Regions from separate parts of the Danio rerio genome. Here all the other regions are linked to region 3. Evidence: chromatin contacts called from public HiChIP or PLAC-seq data. All regions are on one chromosome and are shown on one strand. The core of a region is the stretch at or near the end of the contact, and the rest is flanking DNA. Distances in the headings are between cores, read along the strand shown. Region 1 holds the start of dclre1b (DNA cross-link repair 1B). Region 2 holds the start of adora1b (adenosine A1 receptor b). Region 3 holds the start of znf335 (zinc finger protein 335).

Region 1 (4,007 bases), core at 1,386-3,885, 180 kb after region 3:
TAAAATGTCACTAAAATGCAGTATGTAATATATAACGCGGCAAATAACTGCAAAAAGGTTCACTTTTTGAAAATAAAAGAACCATCCCTTTCACCAGGTTGGCTATGGGCCTGAAAACTTACCTATGCAACATCCCTTTTCATAGGTTGCCTGATTTGTTTTGGCATTATAGACTTTTTACATGACTGTAACTGATTTGAGACATTTTTGTTTACACATTGTTTGAAATTTTCATCTGTAATTTGTGGGAATGTCTCAAAAGGTCAAGCATTCAGAGATAGTTTCCCCTACTTTTACAGTGTGTGTGTTTAACCGTATGCTTAGTCACTGTATGCTGCTGATCTCTCTCTCTCTTACACACAGACTGATAAGAACTCTTCAAGCTTTGCTGTGATGATGTGCTACAAAGGATAAAACTGTCAGAATGCTCTAGTCTGCGCCATATAATGATGTTACACTGACCTCTAGTGGAGCTTATGGGCGCCGCTAAATATAAAAATGAAACTCTGTAGTGAGTACCACTTGGAATAATAAGCCTTTTTCCAGATTTAAACAGATGACCTAAACAAAGACCTTTATGTAAAGCATATGAGAAAGTTGTTAAGCCAATTATGCATTTGAAAAAAGATGTATTTTATGTGGAGTTATCTTAAAATGAACTGTCTCTCTACACACACAAAGGGTGTGTTCACATCTGTGTTTGGTTCTCTTGAGTTTTTTTGTTCGAAACAAACAAACAAAAAAAAAAATCCAGATGGGTATTGCACAAAAGTTAAATAAAGAAAGCCATGATAACAGAAAAAGCGCGGCTTCATCTACTTTAATTGGCTCCTCCTGGCTTAGTCCGTTGCACATTTGCTGATTCAGGATGAGAATGAGCCGCTATGTCTATGCCTGATGTTGAAAGCCAAGATAAGTGCACATTCGCTGCATTTGTTAACAGACCACGAGATCGATCACAGAATCAGTGATGCAAGTGTGGATAAAACCTGATGTGAGCCAATCAGGTAACAAGTTGAAACACGCCTCTCTCGCCCACCAATCAGGGAACTCTCATTCAGAGAGTTAACAAAAACATATGAGGATACGTACTAACAAATGAAATTGTTCACTTTGTCTTAAATTTGACCAGTGGACATTCATGCTACTAATAAATTTAACGTGAAGATTATTGCAAACATTTAACTAATATTGTAGATTTATTATATCTGTTTAGTTTATTCCATCAAGTTTATTTAATCTTCATCTAAGTTCAAACGAGATATGCAAAAAACTAAACTAGAAAATGTCAAAAACTTATAAATGATAAATACCTTATATACAAAAAATTTATATGAAGTGTTCAGATGCAAAAACCTCTATATGCTGTCTGAAATTTTCTTCTAAAATAAGCATTTTTACCAGGTTCCAGTGTAAAGGTTTAATAATTTCACTTTCATGGCAAAGAATACCTTCTTTTTGTGGTCTTCAAAGTGAAATAACTGAAAATAACAAATTTTATATGGAAATTTCAGACGACATTCAGAGGTTTTTGCATCTGAACTCAACTCTTCTCATATATATATATATGAGAGAGAGAGAGAGAGAGAGAGAGAGAGAGAGAGAGAGCTTAGACTATTAAACATACTTATTTTTCAGTCTAATAGTATTATGTAAATAATCAAGAGAATGGAGTGACCATAAACTCGTTAATTTGTTGTTCTTCAATGAAACTAACATAAAAATCTCTAGGATGAATCTTAGCCTGGTGGTTATTCTGTTCTGGCTAGCTGTAAAGAATAAATCTCCATAGTAACTTCATTCAGTTTAATTTAGCCTGCTTATATGCAACTGAGTCAAGGCTAAATTCAGCGAGGATAGCCTCAAAATCCCAGTTTAATTCCTTATCCTACTTTTGTGCAATCAGATTCGCTCAGTGTTCACAGTGGCCAAACCTAAAATACAAAACAAAAAAGCTTGTACATTTGTGTGTCTGTGACAGATCTTTCAAAACATCCAAACATTCTTTGCATCTTCCCTCTTTGGTCCGTGTTGTTTGACTAATGCTGTGTCGTGACTCCTGAACAGAACACTAGTTTGTTTTAATAAACATCCAGAGCCCAATTCACCAATCATGGTTCCCTTAAATGTCCATGTTTGCTCCGATTCAGAGTAAGCTTTCACACTTAGTCAAATGAACCATACTAAAAGGAGTCACACCAAATTTATTTTAATCAAACGACAACTACCAAGTGTAAACAAACCCTAAAGTGCTTTATTTGAAGGTTTCATTGTTAATAATATAATTTGCTGTTTCTCAAAGCACACAGTACAAGAAGAACAGAATGAAAGAACAAAAAATATTATAGACAATTATAATATAATAATTTTAGTATGTTGATAAGTACTAGAAAAAAAACAATCTAATTTAATATGCTAATAATTCTGGAAAGAACTAGCATTTGCATTTTATTTCATTATTATTATATATCATTGTAATTTTTTATGCACAGCACGAGCAGAGAAACCAAGAAAGACCCGACATCCGCGCGTTCGCGTCAGCAGTGACGTCACACTGGCTCATGCGCAACACGGAGGCGTGGATTGTTTTTGGCGGACAAACCAGCACTACCAAATAGCAGCGTTCAGAAGTGCCTCACAAAGGCGCGCTGAAATCTTTTGAATTTGTTGACACACCGCGATTGTCGAAAGCCCAGTGTGTGGGTTTAGCATGGCGCTCATCTGCACAAATACAACACATCCTCATCACCTGCCCAGCTAACCGGCCTGCTAACACTCTCGGATGAACACTCACAGGCATGCTGTTACATTTACCTTTTTGTCTGGCATTGTGTAAAGCTCAAACATTCAGTGTCATTTGTTTATTGCTAACGCTGTGTGCTTAAGATGTCAAGATATTTTGCTATGTTATAAACCCTCGCAAGTGCACATTATATTGTTTGTTTACATTTCTGACAGTTCTGCTTGACAATTGACGCTTTCGAATATCAACAAATCCAGCAAAATCAACTGAAACGCATTTTTCTGTCATCACGTCTCTTTAGAAATGAGTAGCGGGTAAAGTCTGAGCTCTCCAGCAGCAGAAAATGAACGGGAAAGTCTTACCGGACACTCCTATAGCTGTGGACTGTTGGCAGCTCCGCAAGTGCCTTCACGTCCGCCTGTTCTTCTTGTCCCACATGCACTCGGATCACACCTGTGGCCTGTCATCCACCTGGAGCCACAGACCCATCTACTGCTCCCCTCTTACCGCCAAACTCCTCCGGCTCAAACTGCAGGTGAGATCACTGCACACCAGCGAGGCAAACTGAGGAAAAGTAGAGTTTATTGTTTGATTTTTCAGAACTGCTTTAAGTTGAATATTTTATGCAAGAATTTATTAGTATGCCAGAGTAATAGGCGGTTCATTCCACTGTGGCCCCTGATTAATTAGGGACTAAACAGAAGAATAGAATTTATTAATAGCAATTATTAATATTACACTTTAATAATAATATATGTATTTATATAGTAGTAATTTATATTGGAAAGACAAATTGTTTAACAGCTTAAATTTGAGTGGTATCAAATTAGCTTTGTGTTTTTTGTCAGCTTTTTTTAAGTTTTGAAAATATGTAGATTTAGTACACTTAACTTATCTTAGTTCTATTATCCGTTTGTTTCACCTTGTGTGTGTGAAGCTATGAATAAAAAAAGAGCATTTGAAAATTAGCTATTTCTCTTGATTTACAATGTATAGATATGTTTGAATGAACTGTAATTGTTTATGCAAACTACTAATGGGAGATCTGCTAAAATTATAGCCAAAATGTCATTTATTGCAGAAAATAAAAATTGGTCAGAATAACAAAAGATTCCATGTTTTCATATACGTTTATAATCATTTTTAGACAACACAATACCAGTGTTTTAAAGGTTGAATAGTTTATTATTTGGAGAGAATCTATATTTGTTGGAATAGTAATATGTGTAATTAACAATAGCTATGTTTCCATCCAAAGATGCAA
Region 2 (4,195 bases), core at 196-2,695, 160 kb after region 3:
TTTTCACATCTGCTTTACAGCAGAATTTGAATTTGTCTCGTATCAAATGATGTTTTCTTTTTATTTTAATTTTTCTGTTTATTATCGCAAAGCTACTTTGCAACCTCCATACAAATTAAAGTAATTCAGCTTGATATAAAAGCCCTGATAATTTAATGACAGGTTCCATTGTGGCAATTTATGAGAAGAAAACGGATTTTCAAAAATAAACCTACACTGATAAATATTCAACGTAATAAAAAGCGGAACAACCAGCTCCAATCCTCCATCTAACACTCAAACATCAAAAGGGCCTTGCAAATACATCATTTTGAGTACCTACATTAGATGGGCTTCATCTGTGAGATAATTAGAGCTCACTGTTATCACTCAGTTGGCACATTAAGCTTATTGTACATTATTAAACCTATTAGTTTTGCTGAAAAATTGCTAATTTATTTCACAATACGTTCAGCCTACATCACGGAGCGTCGATTGAGTGTTTAAATTAGTCACTGCTCATTTGTGACAGTCACCTCCTACTTCCTTTCACTCTCACGAGCACAATGTCTATCTCATATCTACCACAGTGCACATTATATCACACTATAAACTGGGCACTGTCAGTCTTATTACACTTTCTCTCGAGCGCCAGAGATAAACTAAGACTGAAGGCGAAAACAATGCTGAGAAAATGAGTTGAGGCTCTCTGAAAAAGAAAGTGGCAAACGCAGGTTTGTCCCTCAGCCATTCTCAAGGAGGAAACCAAAATAGACGGCGCGCCGTTTGGGATGGTGCTGTTTTCTCCCGGCAAAGGAAAGCAGGACGACCTTTGGATATGACATCCCTACAAAAAATAATCTACACTGGGTAGTTTGACTTATTTTGCTCCCCGAATTGCGAACTGGCCGAGTATGGGTGAGACAAAGGGCTCTACCCATCGACATCTATTCTGGGGCACCGCATAGCTCGCGAGAGTGTTGGAAACGACCCGCGCGCCGGACAAGCTCTTGTTTCACATATCCAGGGACAAATATGGTGCGTCTTTTAATTTATTTCCCCACGGGTTGTACGTCTAGAGAACTGCCGGACAGTTGTAGGTGACACGAAGAAATTTATTTATTTGTATGATTGTGGGATGAATAATCGGCGCGCGCCTGTCTCGCACGAGCGCAGGTGGATGCGATGAGGAGGCGCTGTAGGAACCTAAAAGAAAACACCCAAAACTGGGCGATATTTTCAGCGCAAGATTTCTTAAGTTTGTCTGATTTTTTTCTTCTCGCGTCCCATTTCCAAATGCACATACGCGTGTGTGGAATACAGCCTCTCCTTTGAGGAGCAGTGCTTTTAATGGAAGGATTTTTCACCGGACTAGTACAGTTAATCAATTTACACATCACTTTCTCTTGAAGCTCCATTGTCGCGTGGATATTCATCGCCTTATCGATCCCCGTCGAGTGCAAGAATGCCCGAGGATCTCTCCGCGGCCAAAGCCCTCTACATGGGCATGGAGGTGGTGATCGCCGTGTCATCCGTGATTGGAAACGTCATGGTGGTTTGGGCGGTAAAAATTAATAAATCCCTGAGAGATACTACGTTTTGCTTCATTGTCTCCCTGGCGCTCGCGGACATTGCAGTGGGAGCGCTGGTCATACCGCTGGCGATAACTATAAGCATCGGACTCCAGACTCACTTCTACAGCTGTCTGCTGGTCGCGTGCACGGTGCTGGTTCTGACCCAAAGTTCCATCCTTGCCCTGCTAGCTATAGCTATCGACCGGTACCTGAGGGTCAAGATCCCAACAAGGTAAAGTTATCGCTCCCTCTTCCCTACAGATTTTCAATTTCCTATAATAAATAGGTAAATTCACCTTCACTTTCACTGTAAGCATAGAATGTTCTGACGCACATACATAGACGATATAGCCAATGCATTGGTAATCATACCACACAGCAACAATTCGAAGACATTTCATGGTTTTACATTTCATTCATTCAGCTTATTGACTGTGGTCTTGAGTTTCAGTGATTTCCAAATACTAATCATGTCCCAAAATATGGAGGATGTCCCCTTAAAACACTGTGTATTTACTTTTTAAACATTTCTACAAAAGTTCAGTATGTGCAGATGATGATGGTGATGATGCATTATAATGATGATGATGATGGTGATGATGCATCATGATGATGATGATGATTCATCAGCCAATATTTAAAAATTCTTTAAAAATCTGATTTATTTGTTAGCATAAAAGTAAAAACGCCCAGTACTAGGTAATGTTGGGGCAAAAATCTAATTCGCCCCTGGCTGAACAGATATTATGTTTCATTTTCAGACTATGACATATTTTTTAAAGCGTTGTATATTGTTTAAAAAAAAGTAAATCAACAAATTGAATGAGTTGGTTTTGATAGTTTTTTTGAATGATTAAATAACCAATGAAAAAGTAAGACCCTTTTAAAAAGGGAAAATGTTGCTTAAAGGGATAGTTCACCTAAAATGACAGTTCTGTCATCATTTGCTGACCCTTCACTTTTCATACCCATATTTTTCCTAATCTGGAAGTCAATGGTTACAGGTTTTAAGGTTTCTTCAAAATATCTTCTAGTGTTAAGCAGAATAACAAAAAAAAAATAAATATATCTATATTATAGTCAATATTATATTTAGAATAAAGGTTCAGATCAAATTGAGGGTGAGTAAATAAATTAATTAAATTGCACATATTTAAAATTGAAGATGTCATAAAAGACTGAATTCTAATTTAATTATTTCAATTAATTAAAAGATGTCAGCAGAGTGCACATATATATTACCATTAATTACAATTAACATTACAAATAATAATCAATAACACTGCACTCTCAGAAATAAAAGGTGCAAGCTGTCACTGGGGTGGTACCATATTAATGCCTTAAGAGTATACATATTGGTACCTAAAAAGTACAAAAGTGTTTCTCCTAAAACTTTTAAGTATAATATATACTTTTGAGGTATTAGTATGCACCCTATAAGTACAAAAGTGTAACTTGAAAAAGTACCAGCTCAGTGACAGCTTGCAAACCTTTATTTCTGAGAGTGTATTAAAAAATGGCACGTTATATATATAAATAAATATAATTTACAATTTAATGAACACCTTCCTGGAACATTATCATTTATCATTTAAAAATGCAAATTTAGCCCATCAGAATCAAAGTTCTGTTGACATATTAATAAACTACATTATAATTATCATATCAGCCACTGTCTAGCCACACTATTTTTCAAGTACCATGCAGTTTTTTGTTGCTTGAGGGGTACAGATGGAAGAAACCACATGCAAACAACCTAATGACATAATATGACTCATACATTTCTGCACAGCTTAAACCCTATAAATGCAGAATTTGCAGAGATTTCCACATCCTAGAAATATTACAAGTCATGGGAAATGGGTTTTTAAGTAAGCATTATGTCGTAATATGCTCATTTTCCCTTTTTTAGATATTACACTATTTGTTATATGGGCTGAATTTAGATTTTTTTTCAGTTTCAGCCTCTTATTTTGTTGCAGTTATTCTTTTTGTGTCATTCCTAGAAATGTCTTCTGTGATCTTAATGTCAAGTACCATTAGAGATATCATCGATTAAATAGCAAAAGTATCTATGTGATTGTAGTAGTAGTAGTAGTGGTAGTAGTAGTAGTAGTAGCTGCAGTAGACGTTGTTGTATTAGTTGTAGCAAACGCTATAGTAGTATCAGTAGTAGTAGTCGTTGTAAGAGTATCAGTATTAGTAGACACTTTAGTGGTAGTAGTCGTGGTTGTGGCTGTAGTAGAAGCAGTAGTAGTTGTAAAAAAAAAAAAAAAAAAAAAGTATCTTCCAGCTCTCTAACTCATCACAGCAAAACATTGTCACAACAAGCTCTGCAGCTACACCTGATTCAATATGTACATATTAGGCTCTAATTTGAAATTATTCATTTACATTTTAGGATTAAATTTTTGTATACCATCTGGTTTCACATCCTAGCTACATCCTGTATATAGACTTATTAACTCAGGAGTTAATTGCAACATACAGTACTGGGGTTTATTTGATGCTTTATAAAGATGCTTTTTGTGTGGGGGAAAAATATCCAGTTATCTGCTCTCTCTTACAGTAATGCATTAAACATAGCAGTTTTGTCTTCAAATCCCAGATGTGTTTGTGTAATTATGCATTTAAATTTAGTA
Region 3 (4,223 bases), core at 430-2,929:
TGTGCAAAATAAAGTGTAATAATTAAATATAATCATTTTATATAAAGTGTTGTGGAGGCAGGGATTTTAAACCTTTATAGAATAAAACTATCAATAATATTTTACTCAAACATATACCAAATAAATTGTACATTGCAAATGGTCTCTTATGTGTCAAAATGATTTTGTGGATGCTTAGTATTGTCATTTATCTAATCCAATATATAATTAATTATTTTCATTTATAAATGTTAGATATTAAAATATTGTTAAAAACAGTCAGAAAGTAGCATTTGTATGCCATGGTGCATTCATTTGATCGTTAACAAGCAACATGAATTATATATATATATATATATATATATATATATATATATATATATATATATATATGTATATATATATATATACACACACACATATACATATATATATAAATATATACATATATATACACACACACACACATATATATATATATATATATATATATATATATATATATATATATATATATATATATATAAACTTTAGAACGTTCACAAAAGATTTCAATTTATATATATATGCAATTCCAGTGTTATGGATGTGACACTTGTGTGACTTTGGTAAATCAAATATAATAGCGTGTGTGTATATATATATATATATATATATATATATATATATATATATATATATATATATATATATATTATTTTTTTCCAGAAATTAAAGTATATCATCAAAACGTTGATGGCAGTATTGTTTTTGGAATTTTGGAAATAGGTATATACTTTGCTTACATTCATATTCAAGTGTTTCATTATTTTATATATTCTATTCCCTCTAATATCATAACAAAATCCTAAATTAACTTATTGCACATTTGTTCTATTCTTATGATTTGTTGTCCTGAATTTATTTTTATTTCCTATTCTGTTTTAGTCGACAGCTGTAGTGTCAAATTCCCCAGGGATGAACTGTTGTCTTGTGATCGCACCTTTCTAGGTCACAATAAGCACATTATAAGCTTACCAGCACAACCACAAGCCATCGTGGTCGACTCGTTAAATGCTCTTAAATACCAAAAACACAGCACCTAAACTACTTGATTTCACCTATTTCCCCAATGATAACACCTCTCCTCCTGCTGAGCAGCCATCAAATTGTGCTCGAGACACAAAATCCCTCTTAAATAAAGGACAACATGGTTTCGGTCCTTCATGAGCTCTAACACCTCTAAATGTCGAGCACACCAACAATTTTATAGTGAAAAAGTCACTAAATTGCATCCTAAATTGTACACTTGAGCCCTCGGACGGAACGTGTGTCTGTTTCCAGCTCGTTTCAGTCACTAAACTAAGCGCGTGTTTTTGCTGCCCTTCATCCTGCCTGCTCGCGCTGCGCCATTTTCCCCTCCCGCCGCTGCCAGATAATTTTTCCGCTCAGGCGATATGAAGAACCGCTCGGGGACCTCGAGGGCCTGCGCGAGAAGGGAGAGCCAGTCCGCCCGAATGTTTTCCTCTTGCTCATCATGGAGAAACATGCATTTTAAAACCAATTAACCTGATTATTATAAGCTAGAAATTTTTCTTACCGTGAATAGATGTGTGTTTTTATCTTCCCTCTCGAGAATGAAGCGAAATAAAATAAATGTTTCAAAGCGATTAGTTGCTACGGCTTTCTAGTCGGGCGCCATCAGCGTCTCCTCGCTTCCTGTCCTCAGAGCTGGCCGGAACTCCTTTATTGTCACGGGAAAAGACGAGTGCGGGAATCTTTTAATCGGTATTTTCAATGGAAAAACAATTATTTAAACATTCACGTTCTGTTTGGGAATATAGATATCGTCTATTTCGCTTAATATCATAGGTTTTCTGTCAAATAAAGTTGTAAACCTAAGGACTATTGCTCGTGTACTTCGCGGATTAATACGACGCTAGTTGTTTATCTGAAAAGTATACTTGTTTGTATTTTTAAACCAAAATAATAAACGTTTTTCCACCACAAGTTGAATTCGAGGGGGTTAAGGGGTTTCCACGAGCTAATTTTCACTTATTAGTTGAATCTGTGTTATAGAAATAGATTTCCATTATACCTCACTATCATTCGAATGGCGATGTGATTAATATTTATAGCTTCAGGTTTAAAAATAGGTATTAATTAGTCCAACAACATATCATATTTTAGTATTTCATCTTAAGGCGAACACATTTAGGCAATGTGCCTACTATTGTGAGCAGCATAAGAATTAGGTCATTTTCTACACCATCATCTGTAATGGATCAGGGTATTTTCGTGGCATTCCTCATAACCATCGTCTTGATATTATGAAATAATTCTGTTTTTTTTTAACTGATATTGTCATCATTGTTTTTATAAATTTTTGTAAAAAAAATCATTGTGAAAGGATATAAAAAGTATATATTTATGGAGAAATGTGACAGAGAATGGAGAATGCTACAGAGCATTCAGCAGCAATGAAAGTGCTGCACAATAGAAGTTTGGGTTAAAACAAAACACCATAAAAGTAAAAGCAAATTGTGTGATTACTTAGATTGAAATAGCATACATTGACGTGCCTTAACTGAAACGACAACAGAAATGTGTGTGCATGTTTGGCAAAAATCAAGATGATATTTTTTTTCTCCCAAGATTGCATAGTTGAGTTTGTTTACCACAATTTTTTAAATGCAATCAATTCAATTTAAACCATACTTCAGTACTACCCCAATAGCGCGTGGTGTAGCAATTAAGTAGAATTACTTTACTTTTATTTTACTGTGGGTATAAGTAAATGTGAACGTGTACATAAATGGATCCTGAACATACAGCTGCTGTTAAATACTACTGAGGAATTTGTTTAACCCTTTAACTACCCCACCAAGAAAAAAAAAGGTTGGATCGCATTTCTTAACCCCAACACTACCCATAATTTCTTACATATAAATTTATTACATATAAATATTTAAAATAAAAATAAAAATTTGTATGCTAAATCACCTTTCTTTGAAATATGCCATAAAATATTTCAGATTCTCATTTAACATGTTTTCTTGTTTTTATATATATATATATTATATATAATTAAAATCACATGTATTCGTGCAGCAGGATTATGTTTGTTTGATTTTCATGGTAAACCAACAATGCTGTATAAGTTATTATTTAAAACAGTAAAAAAAAATGGTCAACCGTTTGGTAGAGGGGCAGTCAATAGTCTAAAATGGTAATTAAATCACTAAGAATCAACACAGATATCAAACCCTTGTGTAAAAATTCATAATATAGCAAGAAATAATAACAAATCACTCACACAAATATTAAAGGATCTTGTTTACAAATTTATTAAGTAAACAAACACTGCAACAAACATAAAAATATAAATAAGTGGAAGGTTGAACATTAAATTAATAATATTAATAATATCATTTACACCAGGCAAATGATTTCACAATATGGCAAAATCTGCAATCCCCATCATTAGCTCTAAGGCTAAAAATAAACCTTTGCATTCAAAAACATCTGAATGGGGTCAATGCAGAATACGGGTGCTTTGTTCACAACAAATCGGCTACAACATTCCTGCGGAGACTCCACTCACACATTTACAAGCACAAAGTTAATTCCTAAAGTCAAACGGGCTTTGCCTCGTTTTCTACAATAATGTGCCATTAGGAAACCCATCATGACCAAAGCAGTTATGTGGGAAGCTGAAATAATAAATTATAAGACCATGGTAAAGCTGACGGACAAATATGCCTAACATCCCGTCTCATGTGCCTATGATAATTTCAGTGTTAAAACTGTTCTTTTCCTATAACAGTTAAAGTCAAAATCCCTTTAACAGACACTTGAAATTTAATACATTCTGTCTGTGTCTTCCTCGCTACATTTTACACTGAAGAGAAACGGTTTCCCTGTTAAAAAAGGGCTCTGTCATCAGATTAGGATGTCGAAGGTCTATAGAGAATGAATGTCACTGCATTTCAGGAGGTCGTACTTCACATAACCGACTCGGTCAACCTGCCGTTTGGCATTCATTCTCCAGTAGAAGCTCTCCCGGCAGAAGTAGAAGAATCCTGCAAAACATGAAATGAAGATGTCATAAAAAAAGAGATCATTCATTGAATTAGTTTTAATTCTAAAAGTAATTTAATTTACCCTTGTAGAGGAATACATCATGTGAATCAACGGGCACTCCACCGAAAGCTGCATCAGTGAATCGAGGGTATCCTCTGTCAATCAGCTGAGCCTTTACATCA

Evidence for each region. HiChIP or PLAC-seq counts read pairs in DNA pulled down with a chosen protein or histone mark.
Region 1: an H3K4me3 HiChIP or PLAC-seq map of gastrula embryo shows a contact between it and region 3, with 6 times the contacts expected there. The contact joins the promoter of dclre1b here to the promoter of znf335 in region 3. A contact is called at or near these places in 3 of 18 Hi-C or Micro-C datasets (caudal fin, embryo and hematopoietic stem cells) and 3 of 4 datasets of contacts at active chromatin or transcription factors (caudal fin, embryo and gastrula embryo).
Region 2: a contact with region 3 is called in an H3K4me3 HiChIP or PLAC-seq map of gastrula embryo, with 4 times the contacts expected there. The contact joins the promoter of adora1b here to the promoter of znf335 in region 3. A contact is called at or near these places in 2 of 4 datasets of contacts at active chromatin or transcription factors (caudal fin and gastrula embryo).

Annotation. Positions count from the first base shown.
Region 1 is chr8:26,007,636-26,011,642 of GRCz12tu, reverse strand. dclre1b (DNA cross-link repair 1B) reads left to right here and starts at 2,635. Exons shown (of 5, transcript NM_001077283.1): 1 at 2,635-2,796; 2 at 3,045-3,278. The coding sequence starts at 3,087. It also overlaps a transcript of mmp9 not described here.
Region 2 is chr8:26,027,937-26,032,131 of GRCz12tu, reverse strand. adora1b (adenosine A1 receptor b) reads left to right here and starts at 1,445. Exons shown (of 2, transcript NM_001128584.1): 1 at 1,445-1,785. The coding sequence starts at 1,445. It also overlaps a transcript of mmp9 not described here.
Region 3 is chr8:26,190,955-26,195,177 of GRCz12tu, reverse strand. It overlaps znf335 (zinc finger protein 335), which reads right to left and starts at 1,679. Exons shown (of 22, transcript XM_073910358.1): 1 at 1,559-1,679. mmp9 (matrix metallopeptidase 9) reads right to left here. Exons shown (of 13, transcript NM_213123.1): 12 at 4,123-4,223; 13 at 3,282-4,040. The coding sequence ends at 3,922.